Linked DNA regions of Gossypium arboreum: region 2 is linked to region 1. Evidence: chromatin contacts called from public Hi-C data. All regions are on one chromosome and are shown on one strand. The core of a region is the stretch at or near the end of the contact, and the rest is flanking DNA. Distances in the headings are between cores, read along the strand shown. Region 1 holds the start of LOC108454196 (chloroplast sensor kinase, chloroplastic). Region 2 has its middle 24 kb from the start of LOC108455311.

Region 1 (5,126 bases), core at 2,078-4,577:
ATACATGTGTTGGTGCGAGCGGGGAATTCCAGATAAGCCCTGAGTTAAATCAAAACAACATAATATCCTACTTTCTTGTTATGCCTCTTGACTAAGGTTGTTTATGTCGGATAATGCAGCAAAAGAAGGAAGCCATAGTTCTACACGAGTTCCACCTGCTCCCAGAGCAGCATCCGTGGTCCGAGGTGATATCACACGGACAACACACCCATAACTTTCAAGTATTTCTCGTGCTACAGTCAGCCCAGCAACAAAGTTCCATGTCATGTTGTCTTCAATCATGTTCTCCGAAAAGAGTTCGGCACCAAATGGTGTGAGGGAATGCATCTGTGTCTGCAAATACATACATCACCAAAACATTTCATTTATGATGAGCATGAGATCTAACTCAAAAGCAAGTAAAGTAACTGCAATTTCCCAGATAACTGTAACAGGGGAGACACTAAGCATTAACAAAGAAATACATGTACTAATGGTTAAGTAGCAAAACAGGACATACTAAAGGCATTCAATACTATCTAAAATGAACAAAAAAGCAAAAGCTATCACAGAGGAAAAGGAATCTCCAACAATACCATATAGTGCATATCTGGACCGTCGTCGTCAATTACTAGTAGAGCACCACCTGCTGGTGCACTAGTAGAAACAATTTCAACCTTCCCCCCAACCTGAGTACGTAACAATGCACCCTCTATCAAATTGCTCAGGGCTTGGCGCAAAGCAGGTTCTTCTATAGCCACTTGCAAAGGCTGCGAAAGTTCACTTAATTCCACCATGCGCTGCTGCTTATGTGCAAGAGGTCTCGCGGCATCAACTAAATCAGTGAGTACATCAGAAATATTGCAGGACTTCCTGAGAAAAGAACAAACATAACCAAACTTATAATAACGCTGCTAAAAGAAATCAATAGTACAAAATATATTGCATGTCCAATAAGAGATGGGGATGGATTGCATTCAATTGAAAAGTAACTAAGTGATTTATTATCAAGGCTATTTAGAGGAAAGATAAGCAGTTTAGCCTATATTCAGCTTTAGACTACAACCTAGGCTCACAGCACAAGTTCAGGCTATGTAATCTATACACTCTCCAACAATTAGCATCATAAACAATTTTCTACATGAGGTTTAACATCAAATTTGAACTGTAAAAGAGGAATCTCCTACTGGAATTTAATTGATATGATTGAACACTTAATTAGGTTTTATTTTATTTTATGAGGAGATGAACTCAAGTACCAGAAGGGAATTGCATACCTGATTCCGTGTTCTTGTAATGGAGCAAGAGCCAGAGGTGGCATTGGCATCTCTAAATCCTTATCTGTGGTACTTAGGGATAGTAGTAATCCAGAGGTTTCTGACCTATTGCCAGACCTATCCCTGGAGAAATCATCTGATAATTGAGATCTTGGCGACTCAGGGTGCGAATGAGTTGAATTACGCATCTTTTTCAAGGATCCTTCATTGTAGCGCATTATATTAGCCTAAAAACAAGTCAGATAGGAAAATCAGATATGGGCGTGAAGATAACTAGAAAAGGGAAACTTTTAATTCCAAGAATGAAACTAACTGGGAACAGAAAGACATAACAGAGAGCTATTGTATCACATCAACCAAAAGAAAGAAAGACATTCTGAATCGTCAAAAGAAGAAAAATGAAAAGGAGAAGAAGCAGCAACAGTCTTAATGTGTGTATCTCTACATGCTTTGAGAGAAAAATGACCTTTGTCAAGTAAACAGCATCTTGTAGCTCTTGAAGGGTGCCGCTGATACAGTCACCTTGCACCAATATGTCTTCAACAATGTCGTGAGAAATCTACAAGAGTATGCTTTCCTTAATTAAATATGTAACAGTCGAAAGAATTGCAGAATGAAACACTTAAAACCGAAAAGTAGGATCAACATTTTTTCAGATGGTTCAAGGACTAACCTCATGTTCTTTGACATGAGTGGATAGCATTTTACTTAACGTCCTAATGCTGGAAAGAGGACCGCGAATCTGTAAGAAAATTTTGAAATTTAAAGGAAAAACCATAATAACTTGAACAATAAAAAAAAAAAAAAGAAGAAGAAGAAGGAAATGTATGTACAGCAGGCAACACATTATACCTGCTCAACCAGAGCACCCATTCTGACATTGTTTTGCCATGTCGATTGCTGTAATAAAATAGCTTTCTACGGAAGAAATACGATTAATATAAAAGTTGCATTGACTCAAGACACACAAGTAAAATCACATTAAGTTCCTACATACATACAACATAACATGGCAAAGCTAAATTCTTTTTTCGCTTGATAATGGCAATGAAGCATTTGTATAAATTATTGGTAGTATAAAGATAAGAAGAAATATGACGTGAGTGACTAACCTGATCCATAACATAAGCCACTGCTAAAGTTCGAGATATATTGATGGCATTGGAACTCTCGTCAACAGTAAAGATGTCATTTTGCCTCATGGCTTCATTCTCAAGAGACTGAATTTCCCACGATTTTTTCATACCCAGTCCTGGAGAAGGAGAAGACAACGCGTAAGCCTCCTCAGGAGTCGGAAAACGAACCATGTCCCCACTTCCACTCCCCTGCGGCACCTTCTCCATCCCCGGGAGCTCCGCCACCAAGAAGCCCACCACGAACGGCTGCTTCACCATAGGAAATACCACCGCTCTATGCTCCCCCACAACCTCCATTTGTTGACTTGACAGCGCCGCTTCAGCGGCACGCAGTCCTGCGGGGACAGTGAAGTTTCCGACTAAAAACAAAATGTCGGCGGCTTCGACTCCCGGATACGAGGTAACCCGACGTAACTCCAGCTGGTCCATGACGTAACTACCGGCAGGCCTGACATAAACGGAGAGAACAGCGTCGTGGTCAACGATACGGCGAAAGAGGTCGAGTTGTTCGAGGCAGAGGCGCTGGAAGTCTGGGGTAGGCATGATTAATTTGTGGTTGCGGTGGTCGTTTTTCTCGATTCTTTGAGTGAAGTCGACGGGGGAGGTGGAGGCTTTACGGATGGCAGCGGAGACGGCAGAGGCGGAGGAGACCATGGCGGGTTGGGCTTGGGGGGATTCATCGTCGTCGGGGAGGGTGGGGGCGGAGACGTGGTGGAGGGAGGTGGAGTTGAGGTTGAGGTGTTTGAGAGGGGGTTTGGGAAGAGAGGAGGAGAGGTGGTAGAGGGGGGCACGTGGAAGGGTTTGGTTGGTGGAGGAGTTAGGCGGGGAAAGAGGGAGTTGGGATGTTGTTGCAGAGAGAAGCATTGGTGGAACCACCAAGCCTGCCATAAGTGTGGACTGGACTGGATGGATAACAACAAAAACAAAAATTAAATCAAATGATAACGGTGTTTCAATGCTGATATTTATTAAACGACTACGTTTTAGCTGCTTTTTTGTTTTTTTAATATGCTTATCATTCGTAATTAAAAATTAATTAATTACATAAAAAGTATGCAACAACAATTAATTATGATATGAATTTACTGTATTTATCCGTGTCGCCTGATAAATTGATGATATCACCCTCACTTTTCAGTTATCATCAGCCAATAACAATTTTTTTTTTAAAAATATTTGTATTTTAAAATGTGCATTGAAGAAAAAATAAATTTATAGGTGCCTCCTAAGAGTCCGACAGCACTACTTTAATTTTTTATAAAGAAATTTTGATTGACAAAAAAAAGATGTTACTAAACATAATGTTAGTTTTAGAGGCACAGGAGGAAAAGACCCTGGTAATGTTAGTGATGGAACAAGAGAGAAGGTGAAAGAAGCGTTGAAGGACATCAATGAAACAAGTGAAACAATAGCTAAAGAAATAAGTAATGCCGTCGATTTGTTAAGTGACACTCATAATTTTTTTTCTTTTTCACTGTCTATATTTTTTTATGTATTTTTTAAAAATACATATCTGTGCCGCCTGACAAAGTGGTGTTACCAATTTTTTTTAAATGCACTAATTGCTTTATCATTGGCCGAAAAGTGGAATGGTGTCACCGGTGTGTCAAGCGGCACCGTCGTGCATTGTATCAAAAGAGCCATTTTCATAATTAATTTTTCTTCCATCCTATTTTTGTAATTAATTATTTCTTAATATTATTTTTATAAAATGTCATAAATCCATTGAAGGTATGCGAACACAATTCAACGGAAAGGTTTCATATAAGGTTGGTTTAGCAATTCACATGCTAAATGAGAATGTTGTCTAGGACTGCAGATGGTTCCTAAGAATGATCTGAATCCAAGTTTAAAACATCAATGCAGAGCATGCTATCAGATTCTAAAATGGCGCTTTGTCAATGATAAGAGTGTAGAAGTTTTGAGCCAAGCCTTAAAGAGGAGGCTTTTGTTGCTAAAATAGAAGAAGAGTAGACTAGCACATTAGCTCCAGAAACTACACACCTTAGGTTGTCTCCGACAAATGTGACAATACCAGTAGTAGAGGTCAAAGAAGAGAAATTTGTGCCACAATTAATCTTTAAACTGCGTTCTAGGGGAGAAATCCATGTCAAAAAAGAGGTGGTGGAGGGAAAAATGAGAACGAAGGAAGATTTGAGGCAAGAAAGTCCAAATATCCTTTAAAGGCTTCGTTCCCAACCTGAACCAAGTCCTTTTTTTTCCTTTGAAAATAACGGTATTGTAGGCTTTCCTAATCTCCTAACAAATGAAGCAATGAACTTGGGACCAAGAAAAGAGTTAAAGGAGGCAAGCATTTTTGTGCTGAAATCCACCATTGCACAAAGGAAGGAAATCTCATTGGATTTAGGTCATAATGAAAGAGTAAAGCATGCCATGTAGCTTAGGCTGGGTAGAAAAAAAGCTCCAAGGGTCCCGAATGATCATCATATCTAAGACAATATGTTGTATAGCTTCGATGTCTTTTGTATCACATTAACACAAGCTTGCCTCAAAATTCATCAAGAAATTATAAAAATCAACACACACTCTTTTTCCAAAAGAAGGTGGTGTGAAAAAGAGATAAAATAAAAACTTGTTCAACTATCTATAAACTCTCTTGATTTGATGAAGAAATCACTAGAAATCTAACTTACCTTCATTGTTGGCTTGATTTTGCTCCAAGATTGAAGAGAAAATTGAGACAAAAAAATTCCTTAGTAGTTTTCTTTAGCTT
Region 2 (5,604 bases), core at 2,675-5,174, 170 kb after region 1:
ATGGTGTGAGAATGGTTTATGACATGAAATTGGTTGAATGCATGAATTAACCATGTATGATGACTATTGGGATGGTATGTTTGATAGGTTTGGCATGGTTGAAGTTAAGTTTTAACGTGAATTTGGTAGATATGTTTAAATGATATTGAAATGCTTAAGTTTAGTTGGTTTATGTTGAGAATGACTTGTTGAGAAGTTGAGTTGTGCTCAAGCCTAATTGGTATGATGCTTGGTATGTTTGGTACCATTTGAAATGGCTGTTAGGTGCAAATGTTGTGACTATTGTGAGGTAGCATTGAAATAGGTACCAAATGACTTAATTTTTTACCAAAAACAAAGTCCACGTCTTAACAAGCAATCTTCCCCATCAAAACGTCAACTGAAAATGAGTCATGTCACGACATCGAGTGGCCTAGGGTCACAATGTGACAAACTGTGAAGTGGAGGAAGTGACGTCACAATATTGGCCTTGAGATTTTGAAACTTTACAATTAGGTCATATTTCATGCTTGAGTCAATGAAAGAGCTTTTGTAAGCTCGATTAAAACTTAGAATTGATTGTGTATCATGATGTAAATGTGTTTAACATATAATTGTATGCTTTAATGATTGTTTTACTATGTAATTAACTGTAGTTGCTTCCGCAACAAATGTGGCAGAATATAGCTTAGACCCGACAATCAGGTTGGGTGAAGGGTGTTACATAAGATATGTTTATGTCCTCTCTTTCAACCTTCTCCCTTATAATATATTACAATCATTAATCTTTAAAACCAAATATTATACTCTTCTTTGATCCGATCACCATTGTTGATCATGCATGACTCGATAGTAATTTTGACTTGTTTTTCACTTAGTGATCATCAGAGGCTAGCTGATGAGCCAACCAATGTAAGCAGATCAGGGCAGAGCATTTTTAAGTTTGTGTATCGAACAAAGCTTGTGAGTGAGTGTCGCTTGATTACTATCACATGGTACAAGAACCTTTTGTTGGACAAAACACGTTAGCGAACAAATATAAATATATAAATACTTATATTAAATATAAAATCTGAACAAATAATATAAAAAATATTTATATTTATGTAAAACAATATATCTAAACAAAACAAATTAAATAAATATTTATATTTATTTAAAACATTATATTTGAAAATAATTAAATAAAAAAGGTTTTGAAAAACCAGAAATGGAATAAGGGAATCGAGTTTTACTAGATGTTGAGGCCTGTTTTCATAGTTTCCTTAAGACAGGTTTGGTTGCTACTATGGTACTTGGAGAAACGTTGGTCGCCTGTCTCTCAGGATACAACAACAAAATGGTCGCAGCAATAGTACCTTTGCAGTGATCAATGAACAGACCTTGCCTTCTTTTATCACCAAAATGTTTGAAAAATTAGGAGAAAAGTAAAAGAATTTTTTAGAGTGAAAAATCCGTTGTGTGTCTCTAAAGAATTCTGCAGTAGGCTTTTATAGGCATTCAATATGGAGGAATTTTGAAAATTTCCATGAATAAATATACAAATTTGCATTAAAAGAGTCTTTAAATCAATTTAAATAAAATCAAATCAAATCAAGATATTTATCATTTTAAAATAGATTCTATATAATATTTGCTGAGAAAAATAAATTACGTTTTAGGCTTAAAATATTTGCAAGCCCTTCTTAGGGTCAAACAGCATCTAGATCTTTGGGTCTATATTCCCTTACTCTCAAGGCAAAGTTTCCAGCTTAGACATTCAATAATTTTTTAAGTGGGTTCTCATATATATACATATCTCACACTTGGTATTTAACCAATGTGGGATCTAAGTTTCTCTTTTCCTCAACAAATATTCACAAGAGGTGTTCCAGAAATGTCTGCAATCGAGTAAATAGCTCTACGAACTAATGGATCGGATCGAATTGCAAACTGGAAAGATTTGTACAAGTTATACCTTTCGTCACCACTTTGTGGAAAATCATTAGATATGAATATGTTAAATACCTGCGACTCGATTGGTGAAGGTGAAATAGTATCTCTCCCCAAAAAAGCATGTTTTTTTTTACCACCGCACAAAGAAAATATTTTGTTGCGAATGAACAAGATATTGAGGAATTGTCCATACGTAAAATCATAATTATTGATACGGGCTTTAAGTATCAATTTCTCATTCATCACTCAATCATTTTGAGCATATGATATACCGTTATAAAGGTCTCATGAACTTGAATATAAAACCATAATTTTATTATTCAACTCTCCACTTTTACCAATCAAGAATATGCCTCAAAATTTCTAAAAATTACAATTTTTTCATCATCTTTTACTTCATGGCCTATATGTTTCGGTTCAAGGACTGGCCGAAGCCATGGTATTTCTGGAGAAAACAAGGCTCCAAGTATTTCATCATTGATGGTACAACTGTTGATGTGGTTTGGGACTTCAAGGCAGGCAATTTCAATGGTGAGACCGAGCCGCAATCAGATTACTACGTTGCCTTGTTTGCGAAGATGAAGGCGTTTTACTTTTGGGTGATTAAAAGAAAGATGCTTATAGAAAGACTGGTTGCAGGCCATCTCTCATTGAACCAATGTTAGTGTTTAGAAGGGAACATATATTTGGAAATAAGAAGTTTACAATGAGGGTTAAGTTTAATGAAAAGGGAGCCTTTCATGATATATATCAGTGGTATGCAGCTCTGATGGGATGGATCCAGTATTGGAGATAAGAGTGGATCGGAAACTAGCGATTGAGGTTAAGCATCTTCAATGAAAATTTAGAGGGAATGAGTCGATTAACGTGGGAAAAAATGGATTACAAGTATTCTGGGATATTCATGATTGGTTGTTCGGATCAGGTCCAAGGCATGGGCTTTTCATATTTAACCCAATTCTATCATCCCCTTCATTATCGATGCCATTAGTGTCAAATCAAGAACCCAGTTCTGCAATAGCAAATTTTGATAATGCAATGAGTTCCTCCGTATTCTGCTTATTTCTATAGGCTTGGAAGGTCGAACGAAAATCACATTCATGAGTGATTTTTTTGGTTCATCATGCAATCATTGAGAATCATCAAAGTCCTTTGAAGAAGATGATTAAGAAGCAGAGAGAAGTGAAGAGATTAGGGTTTGGTAACCAACAACACAAGGGCCCAAAACAAAGTTGGAAGATGGTCATTACTAGACAGCATTTGACGAGCCAAATTGGACGACTTTTGAAGTTTTCCAATAATTCTCCAATCAACAACACTTTCCCAATATTTGCTTTCGTAATTTTAAGTTATTATACATATAAATTTTTAGAATTTTTTTCATTTTGTGTGCAATGATGTGTGAATGAACATCTACATGTGGATGTGATTAATCCAACAAGAAAGTAAAAATGCAAAATTAAGAGAAAAAAGGAAAATATCTTACTGGCTCATGACAACTTGCTTGTCACAAGTAGATTTAGCACTATTTTAGCATAGCTTTGACTAAATAAATTAAAACAAATTTGAAGTAAATTTAAAAGGCAAAAAATCATATTTTAGATTAAATTGATGGCTTGACTTTTAAGGTAAACTGAAGGATGGTAATAATGGGCTTGGTGGTGGAGCAGGGACCTAAAAGTTAGGTTAAGGTTGGTAGGGAAAAAGCTAGCCCAATAACAAGTGTACTGGTTCTCACTGACCATGGCTATTGCTATTGTTATTGCTATGTAAAAGAAAAGGGTCGTCTGTCTGTCGGCCTTCTTTTCGAAACGGTTTGTTTTAGAAGATGAAAGAAAATGCATGGTCACATCCGAGAAAAGGAGTGGTCCTGCCCTATCACAACCCACTTTCAATTGGTTGGTCCAAACAATGCGCCATGCCGTTGGTATATATATCCATTTAATATGAAATCAATTCTTTTAACTCTCCATCCCCATTCACAGTAATGCCTTTAGCTTAAATGTAGCAGTATTTTGTGAGGCGTCAGCTCTAACCTCAAACTGAGAGCAATGTCATAAATGGGTGAAATGCAAAAGGGAAAACTTCATGGAATTAGGCAGTTAGTTACTGGTTAGGGTTGCCATCCCATGTTGGCTCTCCTCAAAGGAATCTCTCGCATAATAGGCTTTCTTTTTTCTTTTTTTCTAAAAAATAAGGGTAAATTATACCATTAGTTACTAAATTATAGATAAGTTTTTTTTTGTTATTTAACTAAAAAAAGTTATAATTTGATCTCTGAACTATTCAGAAGTTTTCATTTTAAGTCATTAGGCTATTAAAATCGATGTTATATGGCTTTCTCAATTGGCATTGACTGTAACAATTGAAAGCTTTCTTTCCCCTCCTCTTTTACGGTTCTATGTTTTTATTCATAAAACAGATTTGAATGTCACGAATCTGTGAATCAAAATTCAAACAGTTTTTTCTCCGATCTCCAACACGGATTGTTAGATCGATTTAGATCTAAGGTATTTTCTTCTTCTCATTGATAAATACTGATCCACTATATCGATCATCGAATCATCGCTTGGAGCTTGCTGGCAAAACTTTAAAAAAAAAACTTAATAGCTTAATAACTTAAATAAAAACTTTTAAATAGTTCAATGACTTAACTCTCGTTTAGTGACTCATAGTGTAGTTTACCCAAAAAAAACAAATACCTCGCCGCTCCCTCTTAAATTCAATGAATAAATTGGTCTCTCTAAAAAAATCAGAACAATTTGATTCATGTCAATTTTGAAAGTGACCCACTAAAGATAATTAATCACAACAATTAATGTTTTCTGTCAATTGTATATAATTTTGATGATATAATAATAAATTGAGCCTCAATGTTCACATATTTTGTCAATTTGGTCTTGATTCTAAAAATATTATTTAAAAAGTATAAAATTGCAATAAATCCAAAATATATTAAAAAAATTAGCTATATAAAAATATACAGGTTGTGTAAATTTTAAAGGCTAAATTTATTATTATACCAATCAAAATTATATAAAATTGAAGAAAAACATCAATACTACGATTAATTGTCCTTTGATGCTCACCTTCAAAATTGTTAATGATTAAATTGCTTCGTTTTTTTAGAGGGACCAATTTACTTAAATTCAAATTTGAGAGAAACTAAAGAGGTTTTTTTTTTTCACTTTTTTTCATCGATATTGACCGCAATCAAGGTGTAAATAATAAAAATCATAAAATATTATAAACTATTTGATAAATCAAAATTTTTGTGCGTATAATTATTCTAGACTTTTCAAGGGTCAAGCTACTTGTTCAAGCTTATAATTATTCTAGACTTTTTCAAGGGTCAAGCTACTTGTTCAAGCTTGAAGGCCCTCTTGAAATTTTGGAGGGTTTGGGCAAAAAAATAGACTTGTTTAAAATATGGGTTAGACTTGAGCCTTAAATGTTTAAGCCCGAACTCGACCTATTTTCTAAGTTTGTAATATTTTATAGTACATTATTTTTACATATTATATAATTTATAACAAAAAAATTAAATCTATAGTAATATATAATACTACTATAATGTAAACATTAAGAATTGTTAAGATAATTAAATATGAAAATTTTAAAATAAAAATTGTTAACATTTTAAATATTAAATTAAAATAATATAAATATATTTTTAACATTTTTTAAAAA

What was found. A called contact is a pair of places that touch in the nucleus more often than the background predicts.
Region 2: a contact with region 1 is called in a Hi-C map of leaf, with 3 times the contacts expected there. The contact joins the enhancer-like site here to the promoter of LOC108454196 in region 1. A contact is called at or near these places in 2 of 5 Hi-C or Micro-C datasets (both in leaf).

The regions. Positions count from the first base shown.
Region 1 is chr3:17,690,371-17,695,496 of ASM2569848v2, forward strand. LOC108454196 (chloroplast sensor kinase, chloroplastic) reads right to left here and starts at 3,328. Exons shown (of 7, transcript XM_017752573.2): 1 at 2,369-3,328; 2 at 2,109-2,174; 3 at 1,930-1,998; 4 at 1,723-1,815; 5 at 1,257-1,483; 6 at 576-852; 7 at 1-333. The coding sequence starts at 3,280. The coding sequence ends at 79.
Region 2 is chr3:17,854,842-17,860,445 of ASM2569848v2, forward strand. No RefSeq gene overlaps it. Among protein-coding and RNA genes, the nearest start is that of LOC108455311, 24 kb to the right of the region's middle. Within about 2 kb of position 3,925, at least 2 of the 2 cell types and tissues checked have an H3K27ac peak or open chromatin away from gene starts, as enhancers often do. A contact at or near this core is called in leaf, where this site is marked.